Linked DNA regions of Mus musculus: region 2 is linked to region 1. A link is a contact called in public Hi-C data. All regions are on one chromosome and are shown on one strand. The core of a region is the stretch at or near the end of the contact, and the rest is flanking DNA. Distances in the headings are between cores, read along the strand shown. Region 1 overlaps Ndnf (neuron-derived neurotrophic factor). Region 2 has its middle 13 kb from the start of Prdm5.

Region 1 (6,980 bases), core at 1,336-3,835:
TAGTACTGAAAATGACATTTTCCCTCCAAAACATGTTCTCATTATGTTACATTACAAAACTGTATCCCTTTCCCCATCTTTCATTTACTAATTTTTTATTTTTGACTTTTATTTCCAAAAAAAACATTTTAAGGCCCTTTGTATCTCCACCTGAGTGAACTCTTTGCTTGAACGTGTTAGGTAGAGTTGTAGCTCCAAGAAGAAATGTAACTTCTGAGTTGGGGTTGGACAGTTGTATGTGCACACAGCCGTGCTAATGTTCTACCTCAGATGGTTGTCTGGAGGAGTAGACATGTACATGTTGCTCTCATGTTTACATATCCATTGCAAGGGTCGGTGTGTTGTGGTGTTCATTCCTCCTCATCTGTGCTTTTCATCCATCCATTTCATTTCTGCCAACTTCCTAGGGATTACATGTCTGAACATACAGACCATATCCTATCACTTCTGTTTTGTGCATGCTTAATAATGGATGCATGGCGTATTGCTGGTTCGGTTTCTCGCTTATCCCTAACTTGAGAGCTTTTAGAAGGAAGTGTTACCTTAGGGACCTCCTGCTGCTGCACATGCACAAGGATCACCTTGAGCAATGCAAACATCCTCCTGTTTGTTAATAGGTACGGTTGTCATCAAGGTACTAACACACCATTGCTTAGCTAAGGAAAGAAACTGCTCTCTGAAAGCAGCTAACAGATCAGCTTGGTTTTGCCTCTAGCATTGCTGTCCTGTGCTGCTCAAAATCCAGGAAACAAACCATGAAGTTCCACATACTATTTGATACTGTGTCTCTTTTTCTCTGTGATATGAAAAGGCTCAGCTTAATATCATCTCTGCTTAAGGATTAAAAAAAAAAACCTCTTCAGAAAGCAGGCAGAATTAAATGGCAAATATTTTGCCATGTGTATGGGTGGCTATGGTAAGTGGTACATCAGACTTTACATAGTAAACAGTTAAATTATCCACCTGTCCTTTTAGATGATTGTCCAGTATTATTTTTAAGACATTGCATATGTTTAACATGTTCTTCATTCTGTCTTCTCTTGCTCCACATCACTTGACATCTCTAAATTTATCTCTGAATAGTGAAGAGAAAAACTTCTATTTTTGTTCAGATTTCATGTATTCAAGTAGAAGCAGTTTCTGGATATAATATCCTCAGGCTAGACTAATGAGATTGCTGTTAAGATTCCTGAGTTAGCTCATTGACTTAGTATTCATTCATTCAAAAAATGTCTAGTGAGTGCTTGCTCTATGCATAAATCTGTGTTAGCATGCTGAGAACAGGGATGTTACAGTGACAATGAAAATGAGCCCTAAGTGGGCCTTGGGGGAATGGCAGATCAAATAACCACACAAACGCAGTAGGCACAAATTGCAATAAGTGTGACAAGTGGAGACCATAGCCCCCAAGAGAGAGTTTGCAAACCTCTTCTGGAATGAGTGAGGAAAAACGTTTCTGAAGAGCTCGCATCAAAATATGAGTAGAGCATAGCGGGGGGGGGGGGGTGTTGAAAAAACACATCTCAGAGACCCAGGAATGGGTACTGTTTTAGAGAACACAGGAGTCCTGTGTGGTTAAAGAGACAGAGACAAGCACAGAACCTGGTGAAGAAGGCAGGACCGCCCTGAGGAAGCTTGTGACCGTGAGATCAGTTGAAGGCTGACCCAAAGCTAAAATGTAAATCTGTGAAAAGGCTCAAAGCTGAAAAAGGAAACCTGTGGTTTATACGAGTACAATGCAAGGTCTGTAGAGGGGCATGGCAATGATTTGCCTCCTTCGAGGGAAACCTTAGCTTAAATATAAGGGCCTGACAACTGCTCTTGTGCAAAGGATGCTTGTGAGTTGTGCTTGGGGAATGGTGCATGGTGCCTGTGAGAGATAATGAGGCTTAGGCATAGGAAAGGAGATCTGATGTCATCGGTGTTGGGTTGAGAACGGGAAATTTTATATACTTCATTTTCAACCTGTGGTACAAGTTGGAAAAGGGGTGGTTCCTTTTCTGGTCACCCAGTGTTTCACCAGGTTTAGAAACTTGGAACAGGGCTTTAAATAGAGATTGCTTCTGTTTCGATGGAAAGAATAGTTGGAAGTAATGAAATGATTTAACGGTGGAAATCACAATTGGTTAATTGTCTCAACAAATATTTTGAATTATTTCAGTGTCTGAATACATATTAATGAAATAAATGGCTACCCTGTTATAGCTGTCAGTCTAGTTGAGGGAGACAGAAAAATTAAAAAGGAATAAATGGAACATAGTATGTTAGGTGTCAATAAGTACTTCAAAAATAAAAGGAAAGTGACACTCATTAGCAAGAAGGAAATCTTTTACATATGGAGTCCAGGTGGATTCACAATGATGCTGGCGTAGAGGACTGAAGGGAGCACTTGAACACATCTGGGCCTCTGCCTCAAGGAGCTCTGCTAGGTGAAGGAGGTTCAGAGTCCACAGGCAGGAGCCAGCATGCCTGCTCCACAGACAACAAATCTCAGGGTGACATAGTGGCAAGGCACACACAGTTGAGGTGGATCAGGAAGGGACCTGAGAGACAGCATCAGCTCTGTGGCTTTTACTCTGTAACACACAGGTCTTGGAGGGTTTTTTTGAGCCAGGGGAAATTCTGAGTTTGAGGTTTACAAAACCAGGAGCCTGATCAGGAGGCCACAGCAAGTCTCAGGCAAGAGAAACTGAAGATTTAGGGCAGCCAGGAGAAAGCAGTGTCTGCATGAATTTCAAAGGCAAAGTAAAACAAAACAAAGCCAAAACAAACAAACAAACAAACAAACAAACAAACAAACCACCAAGAGAGACTCTAAATTGCTCATCTGGAGTGACCAGAAATTGATCTACTGAAAGGGTGTGACTATAAGGATTCAGATTAGATGCCTCAAGTTTGAAACGCCACTGTCTTATTGAAGATGGAAAGGGTTCAGGCTGGAGATTTAAACCTGAGAGTTGTTAACATGTAAGAGGTAAATTCAGGTGTCTGATGTGATATGGGAGCAAGCAGAGGTAGAGAAGGGACACTGCTATGAAGACCCAGGCTCAATAGAGAGACTGGATGCAGCAGAGGTGATCTGAGAGAGCAGAGTAGGAGTTGAGTACTGTTGTCAGCCTGGCCTGTGTGTTGGTGGTGGGCATGTGGAAAAGAGTGACTCGAGGGATGCTGAGCTGAAACAGCATACAGGAAATGAAGCTCACCCACCTCCTTCCCCATAGAGCCTGTGAGCTAGCCTGAAGCTACCTACAGCACAAGGTTGCAGCCTATGAAAGGTAATTAAGTAAAATTATGAAAGAAATTTAGAGTTAGAATATGACCATTTTTATAGGTTACTGGTAATTTCATTCTCCATGAAATATCTTCTGAGGTACCATGGGAAATGTCTGAGGTAAAAATAAAGAACAGAATATTTTAATTTTCTTTCTAATTGTTTTAAAACTTTTAACATACTTAATTTGACAGGATATGTTGGTAATAAATAGATAATAAAATCACATGCTATGTTATCTTGCAAACCAAGGGTACTATGGTTTTAGGACTATGCTGGAAACTGATTTTTTTTGACAGAGCAGGTGACATGTCAGAGTACCATCAAGGTAACACAAATATTGTCAAAGCACAGTGCTATCGGGGCACGTAGGGAATGCTTAGTGGCTGTGACTTATTTCTTGGTGGGGGCCCCTACAGAGGGACAAGAGTTCATCTTGAACTCAGGACAGTTGGTTGAATCTCCTTTTGTTACCTTCATTGTACTTGTTGATATTAACTTTGGCTGCCTGTTTGCATTTGGACTTTAAACTTGTGGACTTCTAGGGTTTTATGTTTTCTCTGAAAAGTGTTAAATGAGTAAAACTGGAAACCAAGAGACTTTTCTGGTAGGTCTTGATTGTTGTGATTAGAATCACCATAGGGTCTGAACTTTCCCATAGGTATTTCTTCATGGTTGAGGAAGATAACACCCCACTGTCAGTCACAGTGACACCTTGCGATGCACCTTTGGAGTGGAAGCTTAGCCTTCAGGAGCTGCATGAGGGGTCCAGTGCAGATGGATCAGGTAAGCAGCTGGATCCACCTAGCCTCAGAACCCTCAGCAATGGGTGAAAGGCCTCTGAAACACACAGCCTTCTACAAGTAAGGGAAACAACGCAGCTGCACATGGGAACAGAGCTTGAAGTGAAGATACGGCATGAGAGGATAGTGGTTTCTGTAAAGTAAAAGAGGCAAAGAGGGGTGTGGAGGAGAGCCATTTGGGCAGCCTCAGTGTTTAGTCTCTGCAGATCTGTTTGCTCACTTGCAGCATCTGAAGCCCTAGGTGCTTGAGTTAAGTCTTGGATGTTCATTCTGGCTTAGTTGTTGTGGAGTCTAAAATCTTTCCATTACTGGCTTTGCGGCTCAGACAAGGTGAAGAATGTCTCTTCTCTAGGAAGTAATGGGTGCATCAAAGAAGTAGAGAGGCATTTAGCAGTGTTTAATGGCCAGAGTGAAAAGCAAGTTAGTGGAAAAAAAAAAGAATCAGTCACCTAAAGTTGACAGAGAGGGTGGAAAGTTGATAGCAGAAAGCAAGTGAAAAACAGCTGTAGCTCCTTCTAAGGGAATCTTAACTGAAAGATAAAGGCCTGCCCGTTGCACCTATGAGAAGGATGTTTGTGAATTCTACTACTCCAGCAATCTTGGAAGAGCCCATGGGCAAGCAATAAGACTTATAGTACAGAATCTCTGACATTAACAGATGTGGTAGTTCTGTTCTTCCCAGAATTGTGGAATAAGTTCATTCAACACACTTTTAAATTATGGTAGGAAGCTGAAAAACAATTGTTCACTCTGCTCACCAGTGTTCCACCAGATTCTAGAAATTGTATGCTTATGTCTGCATTGTGTTGATGTTAACAATAGGCAAATATTTTTTACTGGGAAAAATAGACTTCCTTTGTACTGTCTTGGGAACCAATTCTGAACACTGATCCTTAAACACACTTACTGATGCTTCATACCCTATATTTTAATTAGGTCATCCAGTTCCACTAACAGTCATGAAATTAGAATAATGGCTGACCATCTGCAAGCAACATGTTTGAATCATTTTGATTCACATCAGAATAACAGTCACTAAAATGTTTAGTCTTTGACCTAACTTTTCCTCTAACTGGATTCTGTCCCAAAGAAGAAATGTCTTGCTCATATATGGGCATCGTTTACAATAATAAAAGACAAACTGATAGTATTATTTGATAACATAATCAAAATTAGGGTTCTAAAAGGAGATTTAGAACCCTAAATCTAGATTCATACATGTATGACAATATATTGTATTGAGTTATTAATTGACCCCAAAAAATGTGTAAGAGAAAAGACTGGAAAGAAGTACAGGAGTAAAAAGTGACTGCTGAGAAATTAGTGACCTTATCCTCATCTTGCTTCCATTGGTGCCATTGTCTCTGTTAGGAATATGTCATGCCTTCGACATGAAGATATAATACTTGTAAACATAGACTAAGGCCAGCAGTAACATGCAGCCTATATTTCTCCCTTGCTCTTCAGGTGACCCAGAACTACTTGACCAGCAGAAGCAGCAGATGACTGATGTAGAGGGCACAGAACTATTCTCCTACAAGGGCAATGATGTAGAGTATTTTCTGTCTTCAAGTTCCCCATCTGGTTTGTATCAGTTGGAGCTTCTTTCAACAGAGAAAGACACACATTTCAAAGTATATGCCACCACCACACCAGAATCTGACCAGCCATACCCTGAATTACCATATGACCCCAGAGTTGATGTGACCTCCTTTGGACGTACCACAGTCACTTTGGCCTGGAAGCCAAGCCCTACAGCCTCTATATTGAAACAACCCATAGAGTACTGTGTGGTCATCAACAAGGAGCACAATTTCAAAAGCCTCTGTGCAGCAGAAACAAAGATGAATGCAGATGATGCCTTCATGGTGGCGCCCAAACCTGGTCTAGACTTTAACCCCTTTGACTTTGCCCATTTTGGATTTCCAACAGATAATTTGGGTAAAGATCGAAGCCTCCTGGCAAAGCCTTCTCCCAAAGTGGGGCGCCATGTCTACTGGAGGCCCAAGGTTGACATTCAAAAAATTTGCATAGGAAATAAAAACATTTTCACAGTCTCTGACCTGAAGCCCGATACCCAATACTACTTTGATGTCTTCATGGTCAATACCAACACCAACATGAGTACAGCTTATGTGGGTGCCTTTGTCAGGACCAAGGAGGAGGCAAAACAGAAGACAGTGGAACTCAAAGACGGGAGGGTCACAGATGTGTTTGTTAAAAGGAAGGGGAAAAAGTTTCTACGGTTTGCTCCAGTCTCCTCTCACCAAAAGGTCACGTTCTTTATTCATTCTTGTATGGATGCCGTTCAAGTCCAAGTGAGAAGAGATGGGAGGCTGCTTCTGTCACAGAATGTGGAAGGCATTCGGCAGTTTCAGTTAAGAGGAAAACCCAAAGGAAAATACCTCATTCGACTGAAAGGCAACAGGAAAGGAGCATCAAAGCTGAAAATACTGGCGACCACCAGGCCCAGTAAGCATGCATTCCCCTCTCTTCCCGAAGACACAAGAATCAAAGCTTTTGACAAGCTACGTACCTGCTCTTCAGTTACGGTGGCATGGCTTGGCACCCAAGAAAGGAGAAAGTTTTGTATCTACAGAAAGGAAGTGGATGGAAACTACAGTGAAGACCAGAAGAGAAGAGAGCAAAACCAGTGCCTAGGACCAGACACCAGAAAGAAATCAGAGAAGGTCCTTTGCAAATACTTCCACAGCCAAAACCTGCAGAAAGCAGTGACTACAGAGACAATCAGAGATCTGCAGCCTGGGAAGTCTTACCTGCTGGATGTTTACGTCGTAGGACATGGGGGACACTCTGTGAAGTATCAAAGTAAAATTGTGAAAACAAGGAAGGTCTGTTAGTCACCTTGAGTGAAGATCAGGAGAACTCCAGGAGAGACATGGAGT
Region 2 (6,980 bases), core at 1,352-3,851, 65 kb after region 1:
TTGCCCTTATGGTCTACTTTCCTTTAAAGATTTATAACTGTTGCCTGCTAACATTCTGCAGAAATATAACTTCTGACAAAAAAAAGTCTGATCAATGTTTTTGAGATGCCAGAATATTACCCAGGGGACCAGTAAGCTAAAACTCACATTTATATTCCCTAAGAGCTACTACTTCTAAAATTCTTTTTTGATTAAAATTGACCAAAAGAGTTTTATTGCTTCTGAGGCCTTAGCTTCTATTGCTAATTCCACTCCTCCCCCAGTGTGGGAAAGGATCAGAGCAATTGAGACAGGTATCATCCAAGAAAAGGGAAACAATGCAGAACAGAGAAGGTCAGTTGCCAGCAACTTAATGCTCATCAGCAAGAAGAGAATTTGTAAGAAACAAAATCAAGTCAATTGGGCATGCTAGAAATTGCCTTTAAGGTCGAAGCAGGAGGAGCATAAGCTTGAGGCTAGTATATTCTATAGCAAGACAAAATGGAATCCCTAATACCAGCCTCCTCTTCCCCTCCTCCTCCTCCTCCTCCTCCTCCTCCTCCTCCTCCTCCTCCTCCTTCTTTTTGGTTTTTCAAGACAGGGTTTCTCTGTATAGCCCTGGCTGTCCTGGAACTCACTTTGTAGACCAGGCTGGCCTTGAACTCAGAAATCCACCTGCCTCTGCCTCCCAAGTGCTGGGATTAAAGGTGTGCACCACCACGCCCAGCTGAGAAAAGCTTCTTATCTATGGTGCTAGCTAGATGTCTTCTGACATTGGCTTCTACTTGTGTTCTTTTTTATATTCCTTTGATGATATTGATTTCAGACACAGGTATATTTCACCTCAAGAGTGAGATCAATAACTGAGAATGTGAAAGTGTAATCACTTGGACAGAAGTGAAGATATCCTAAGGAGAGCGACTTGTGTCCCTTCCTTGGTCTATCTGCTGTTCAACTCATGGTTCCCATTGGAATTTCCTCAGGAATCTCAGCCTTGAGCTTTTCTAGTTGCCAGCCTGAGGAGGAACTGTTTCAGGAAAGATTCCCCAGAGACAATCCTGATGGGTATGACCGCACTTCCACCAGTACTGCCCCTATTTGCTACTGCTTAGTAATATATGCAACTCTCGCCCTCTATTTAAGTGTAAACCGATAGAGAAGAAAATGCGAAGTTTCCCAGAACCATTTGTTTATCCTCCCAATGTGTTCAACTGTAATCCAGACAGATCCAGCCACCTGATTTTTGACATGGTTGTCCAAAATATACATCAGAGAAAAAGATAACCCCTTTAAAAAGAATGCTTGGAAAACTGGAGGTACACAAGTAGAATGAAACTAGGTTCCTGTCTCGTCCCCTGTACAAACTCCAAAGGGATCACTGAGTAAAAATATTTTATTAATGTATTTATTTTTTGTGCATCTCTGTGTGTGCACATGTGTGTGTGAGTGTGTGTGGTGTGTGTGTGTGTGTGTGTGTGTGTGTGTGTGTGTGTGTGTGTGTGTGTGTGAGAGAGAGAGAGAGAGAGAGAGAGAGAGAGAGAGAGAGAGACTGATCATGTGTGGAGGTCACAGGATATCCCTCAGGAGTACTCTCCTTCTACCAGGTGGTTTCTGAGGATTGAAGTTAGGTCACCAGCTTACTGGAAGGACTTTTATCCACTGAGCCATATTTCTTGACCATGAATAAAATATCTTAATGTAAGACCTGAAAGTCTGAAACTGTTAAAAACAAACAAACAAACAAAAAACAATGTAAAGAAAATTCTTCAAGGTCTAGGCACAGACACACAATTCCTGGACAAGTCTCCAGGATGTAGGAACAATCATAAGAACTGACAAATGAAGCTTCACTAAATGAACGCTGCCTCACAGCAAAGGAAACTGTTAAGATGTGAACAAACAGATTTCAGAATGGGAGAGGAATCTTTGCTGACTGTAGATCTGTCAGAGGACAGATGCGCTTTTACAAGGATTTGTTACTGTTTTAATTGGGCTGTACTTACAGAATGCCAACTACAATAACTCTGCTCTTCTAAACAAAAGCAGTGCTTAGAAGCAATTAACATTAAATAGCACTAAAATTTACATTTAAAACCTTGGTTTAGTTTAGTTGGGTTTTGTTGTTTTGTTTTGACATGGGTGGTAGAGATAGGTCTCATTATAGCCTAGAGTAGCATCAAATGCTGTATGTTGCAGAGAGTGGCTTTGAACTCCTAATCACCCTGCCTCTCTTCTGAGAATTGGGATAGCAGATTTATGCCAGCACCCCTAGCTTGAATTAAAAAGCCAACCATAACACACCCAAATTCTGAGACGTCAGCTTGTCCTACTTGCCGTCTACATGGGTGGGATATCAACATTTGATCAGCCATTTGGCCATCTGTAAATTGTTAAAAGTCCAGCAGTTGAGCTTCTGCGGAACTGGTGATTGGGGCTGTTTTTTAGCCACTGAACAATGGCTCTTGGCTCCGTACCCACGTTCCTTAAAGGGATAAAGGCCAGAACCGGCACCTTACAGACTCAGACAAAGATTCTGAAAGTAAAAGTCTTGATTTATGACTCCGTGGTCAGGAAAGAGGTGCATCTGACACAGAGAGAGTCCTTTCAAAGGGAAATAAAAGGGGAAGGGAGGCAGGAAGCAGAGCAGAGAGAAGCCTTGAAGGACTCACACAACTGCTGCTTAATTAGCATAAGAGAAACACGAGTTGGCAAGGAGGAAGGTCAGTGCGCAGTCTGAGTTGAGAGCAGCTTGAGCCCTCACTGCGCCAGACAAGAGAGATCTTCAAGAGCAAAGAGACTCCAGACACTTAAGATAGCTTTGACGTTTGGCTTTTAGTGTTCTCAAAAGAGACCAAACAAAGACAGTATACAACAACCTGGGGTAAACCCCATAACCTTAGCTCTTAGGAACAGTTCACTTTGCTAAACAAGAGGATTCTGAAGGATAACCCTTGCCGTGGGAGCCAGAGCATTAGTACAGCTGTCTTCAGGAGAGTTCTAGAAAAACATACTTTTGCCTTCTTTGCTAGAAGGAATCATTTTAAAGAGGATGCCCCACTTTCTGTTAGAAGGACAGGATTTTAGCTACAATTGTTACAGCAAATTTGGGGTGGGGGTTGGGGGGAGGTCTGACCAGAATCACCGCGTGACAGCAAGGAAGTTTTGCATTGTGCAAGTATACCTTGCCTTTCTACAATAGAGCTCTAAAAACCATAGACTGTTTCTGATCATCAAGGCCTGCCATGCTTGAGCGATGGGATAGGCTTTCTCCTAAAGAGCCGAGTCTAATCTCCCGCAAGAAGGTCATCCTGTGCTCCAGCCACAGACCTGACCAAGGACTCTTGCCTGTGTGGGAATCATCCAGAGCTGCCTCTCCCCCGCCCTCTCCTCCTTTCATCCTCCAGGGCCTCTATTCTGTTCTCAGCTCCTCTGCCCTATCCAGTATGGGATGCTGGAGGCTGAGGACCTTGTACCTGGGGCTGCCCCTTGTCCACCACCCTCCGTGTGGGGTCAGTGGCTTAACACAGCAAGATGCCCATCCTGGGCCGTGTGGAAAGCCTGTGCAGTCCTTCCTTGTCCGCCTGCCCGCCCAGAGCACCGGAACTCTGGCAGGATTCATCTTCTCTCCCACTCCCCTCTTTCCACCACACCCACGGCCCCGCAATGCATCACTAACCATTTATCTCATATGCACTAAGAATTCTTTCTATGTCAACATATTATTATTATTACTATTACTATTTTTATTATACTCCCCCCATTGAAAAATGGATTTTTTTTCTTGAATAATCTATCTTGGTTTCCCCTGTCTCTACTCCTCCCAGCTTCTCCCACCTACCTTCCCATCCAGGCACACTGCTTTTGTGTCTCTCATTAGGACAAATAGACTTCTATGGAATAGTAAAAAATAAAATGAAACAAAAACTAACACATTAGAATTGTATTTTAAAAAGGAAAAAAGGGCTGGTGAGATGGCTCAGTGGGTAAGAGCACCTGACTGCTCTTCCGAAGGTCCGGAGTTCAAATCCCAGCAACCACATGGTGGCTCACAACCATCCGTAACGAGATCTGACTCCCTCTTCTGGAGTGTCTGAAGACAGCTACAGTGTACTTACATATAAATAAATAAATCTTAAAAAAAAAAGAAAAAAAAAAAAGAGAAGGCACACACTTAGGAATCTCATACATTGGAAAATCATACATTCATATATACGGTAAAAGGAAAGAAGATATATAAATAAAAATTTTAAAAATAATAAGAAAAAAGAAAAGAAAAAGAGTCCTGGCATGCTGTTATGAAACAAACAGGGAACCGTCGAAGACTCTTTTGAGTTCATTTTTTTGTTGGCTATTTACTAATGGGCATTCAGCCTATACATAAAAGTAGTTGGTTTCACCAGTGGGACTCCCTTGGAGAGAACTAAATTTTAATTTACATTGGCTATCAATTTGAACTTGCTTCTGGATTATGGATGGGGGATGCGCCCACTTTTCCTTTCAGCTCTAGGACTCCAACTGATGCAGACCAATACAAGCCTTGTGCATACTGCCTTATTCATTAAGAATGTTGTTCGTGTATATTTGTGTTCTGCTGTCATCTGTAGTGTGTCACATATTGTACCATATGATATTATGTAATCACTTTGTCTTTAAATATATTTTTATTTCATTGCTTAAGGATTTCATATTCCTATACAATGTGTTTTGATCAAATCCATTCCCGACCCCTTCCCAGAACTTCCACTGGGTTCCCCTCCCAGTTTAGTTTAGTTTTTTAAATCACTGAATCCAATTCTGCCCTTATATGCATGGGTGTAAGGCTAACGCCAACCACTGGACTTTAGTGACCTACTCAGGTTGACACACCTACTCAGGCTGACACATTTGACAGATATTTGGTGTTTGCAGTGAATTAGTTAATCTGCTTTGGCTCCCAGTGGGTCGACAGCTGCAAGGTGCCCAAGAGCTCTGGATTCGAGAATGAAACACACACACACACACACACACACACACACACACACACCAACTAATTTTGGTATGCCTTGACTAGCTCAATGGTTGGACACTTTTTTGTTTGTTTGGTTTTTGTTTTTCGAGACAGAGTTTCTCTGTGTAGCTCTGGCTGTCCTGGAACTCACTTTGTAGACCAGGCTGGCCTCGAACTCAGAAATCCTCCTGCCTCTGCCTCCCAAGTGCTGGGATTAAGGCGTGTGCCACCAGCGCTGGTTGGACACTTCTAAACTTCCCTGCGCCTAGTACACACTCCAGTCCAGTATTCCTGAGTAAACATCTTTTAAAATCTATATTTCATCTTTACTACCCTAGACCCAATCAGAGGAATGGCTCCGAGAGCCACTGTCCTGGAATCCTACATGTTGGCCATCCTTCTCCTTGCTAGTTCTCATGGCCTTTCCCTGAAGAGCAATGTAAAAGTCCCGCCTCCGTCTCCCTTCTCAGCCATTGGCTGTCCCACAATTCTTTATTACTAATCAAAGCCAGCTGGGGACAGAAACCCTCAGCATCCGGAAGCATGACTTTTGGGAGCAGAATTAAGACAAAGCATTAGAACTAATCCCCAACAATTTGGGTTGTTTACATCTCCTATATATTATAACTACATCAGTTTTAACTAGTACTATGCTTTGAGTTTTTCCTTTTCCTCGTGTTTTTTTTCCATGTGTTTTTGTCTGATGTTTTCCCTTCTTTTTAACTTGGAAGTATCCTAATTAGTGTGTGTGTGCGCGCGCGTGCACACTTGAAATGAGCATTATGACATTATGCTCACATTTACATACATTCCATAGAAGAACAAGATTCTTTCACTCTGTTTTAAGCAATATCTAGAGCAGAATCAAGTTTTCCTTTACAACTAGCGAATAAAGTAACAAGTGACTCTGTATAATAATTTGAATGGATAGACAAACCATTCTTTATTGAGGATATTGTCAAAAGTGAGCTAAAAGGAGGGTTTAGGAATACATCTGAGCTGGGAAACAAAGTGCCCTTTTGCACAAGACCCCAAGTTCAAGCCGGGTGTATGGCACAAGCCGGTAATCTTCACACTTGGAGATTAGGAGCAGAAGGAGCAGAGGGATCAGAAGTTCAAGGTCATCTCTGGACAAATGTCCTTGAGGCCAGCCTGGAATACAAGAGACATTTAAAAAAATTAAAAAGCTTCAAACCTTGTAAAAAAATGATGATTTCTTTTTAAATTTAACATTGCTGCATTTAAAAACCCTGACTTTGAAATATCTATAGCTACTAGGCAGTCACAAGCACTAGGAATATTTTATAAGTCCTGACACCTGACAATCATTTTAAATTTCATAAGCCATTCTCCCCTCAGATCCACACTTTGTACTTCCGACTGAAATGGAGGAATGTGCTGGATCCTCTGAAGGCAAAATTTGAAATCACATTTGCAAAGTTACTTGCTTTTCATGAAGCCTGTTTTATTGAAAACTTGGACATTTAAATTGGGAAGGATTATCTATAATAAAGTATTTGAAACTGGCAGTACTTAGAAATCCCAGAAGAAAAAAAAAAGAAAAATAACATTTTACTGCAAGTTGCTTCTTTCAGATATCAGTTTTTATTTCCCATGAAAAGAGATGGAGCTGCAGAATTCCATTCCTCCACATTTCCCTACCGAGTGAGCTTTAATGAGCACTGCAATTTCATGCATAAAGTATTTCTTGCAACATTCAACAGCACTGAAGCTCTCAGTGACTGGCAGGAAATGGGAAAAGAGGCAGAAAGAGGGAAGGGTGTGTGTGTAAACTACTGAACCCAGGATTCCAAAATAAATTAGTCAAATGTCTGCAAAATCACCTGATATTACCTCCTCGCTAGCTGCCACTTTCCTGAAAGTCCCTGCAGGTACCTCTGACATTGACTCTAACACCCTTGCCTAGATACTAGAGTAGTGTAGCACGTATGTGGTGGGTCTTTGTAAGAGTTATTACTTATTGACTGTTTCTCCAAGCTGGGAACCAGGCTAA

What was found. Hi-C and Micro-C count contacts between places; a contact is called where the count stands out from the background.
Region 2: a contact with region 1 is called in a Hi-C map of regulatory T cells, with 2.5 times the contacts expected there. The contact joins two enhancer-like sites. A contact is called at or near these places in 3 of 484 Hi-C or Micro-C datasets (cerebral cortex, group 2 innate lymphoid cells and regulatory T cells) and 2 of 9 other capture datasets (adipose tissue and liver).

What each region holds. Positions count from the first base shown.
Region 1 is chr6:65,697,511-65,704,490 of GRCm38.p6, forward strand. It overlaps Ndnf (neuron-derived neurotrophic factor), which reads left to right. Exons shown (of 4, transcript NM_172399.3): 3 at 3,933-4,057; 4 at 5,542-6,980. The coding sequence ends at 6,935. Among named protein-coding and RNA genes, the nearest start is that of Ndnf, 29 kb to the left of the region's middle. Within about 2 kb of position 2,586, at least 2 of the 459 cell types and tissues checked have an H3K27ac peak or open chromatin away from gene starts, as enhancers often do. A contact at or near this core is called in regulatory T cells, where this site is marked.
Region 2 is chr6:65,762,665-65,769,644 of GRCm38.p6, forward strand. No RefSeq gene overlaps it. Among named protein-coding and RNA genes, the nearest start is that of Prdm5, 13 kb to the right of the region's middle. Within about 2 kb of position 2,602, at least 82 of the 459 cell types and tissues checked have an H3K27ac peak or open chromatin away from gene starts, as enhancers often do. A contact at or near this core is called in regulatory T cells, where this site is marked.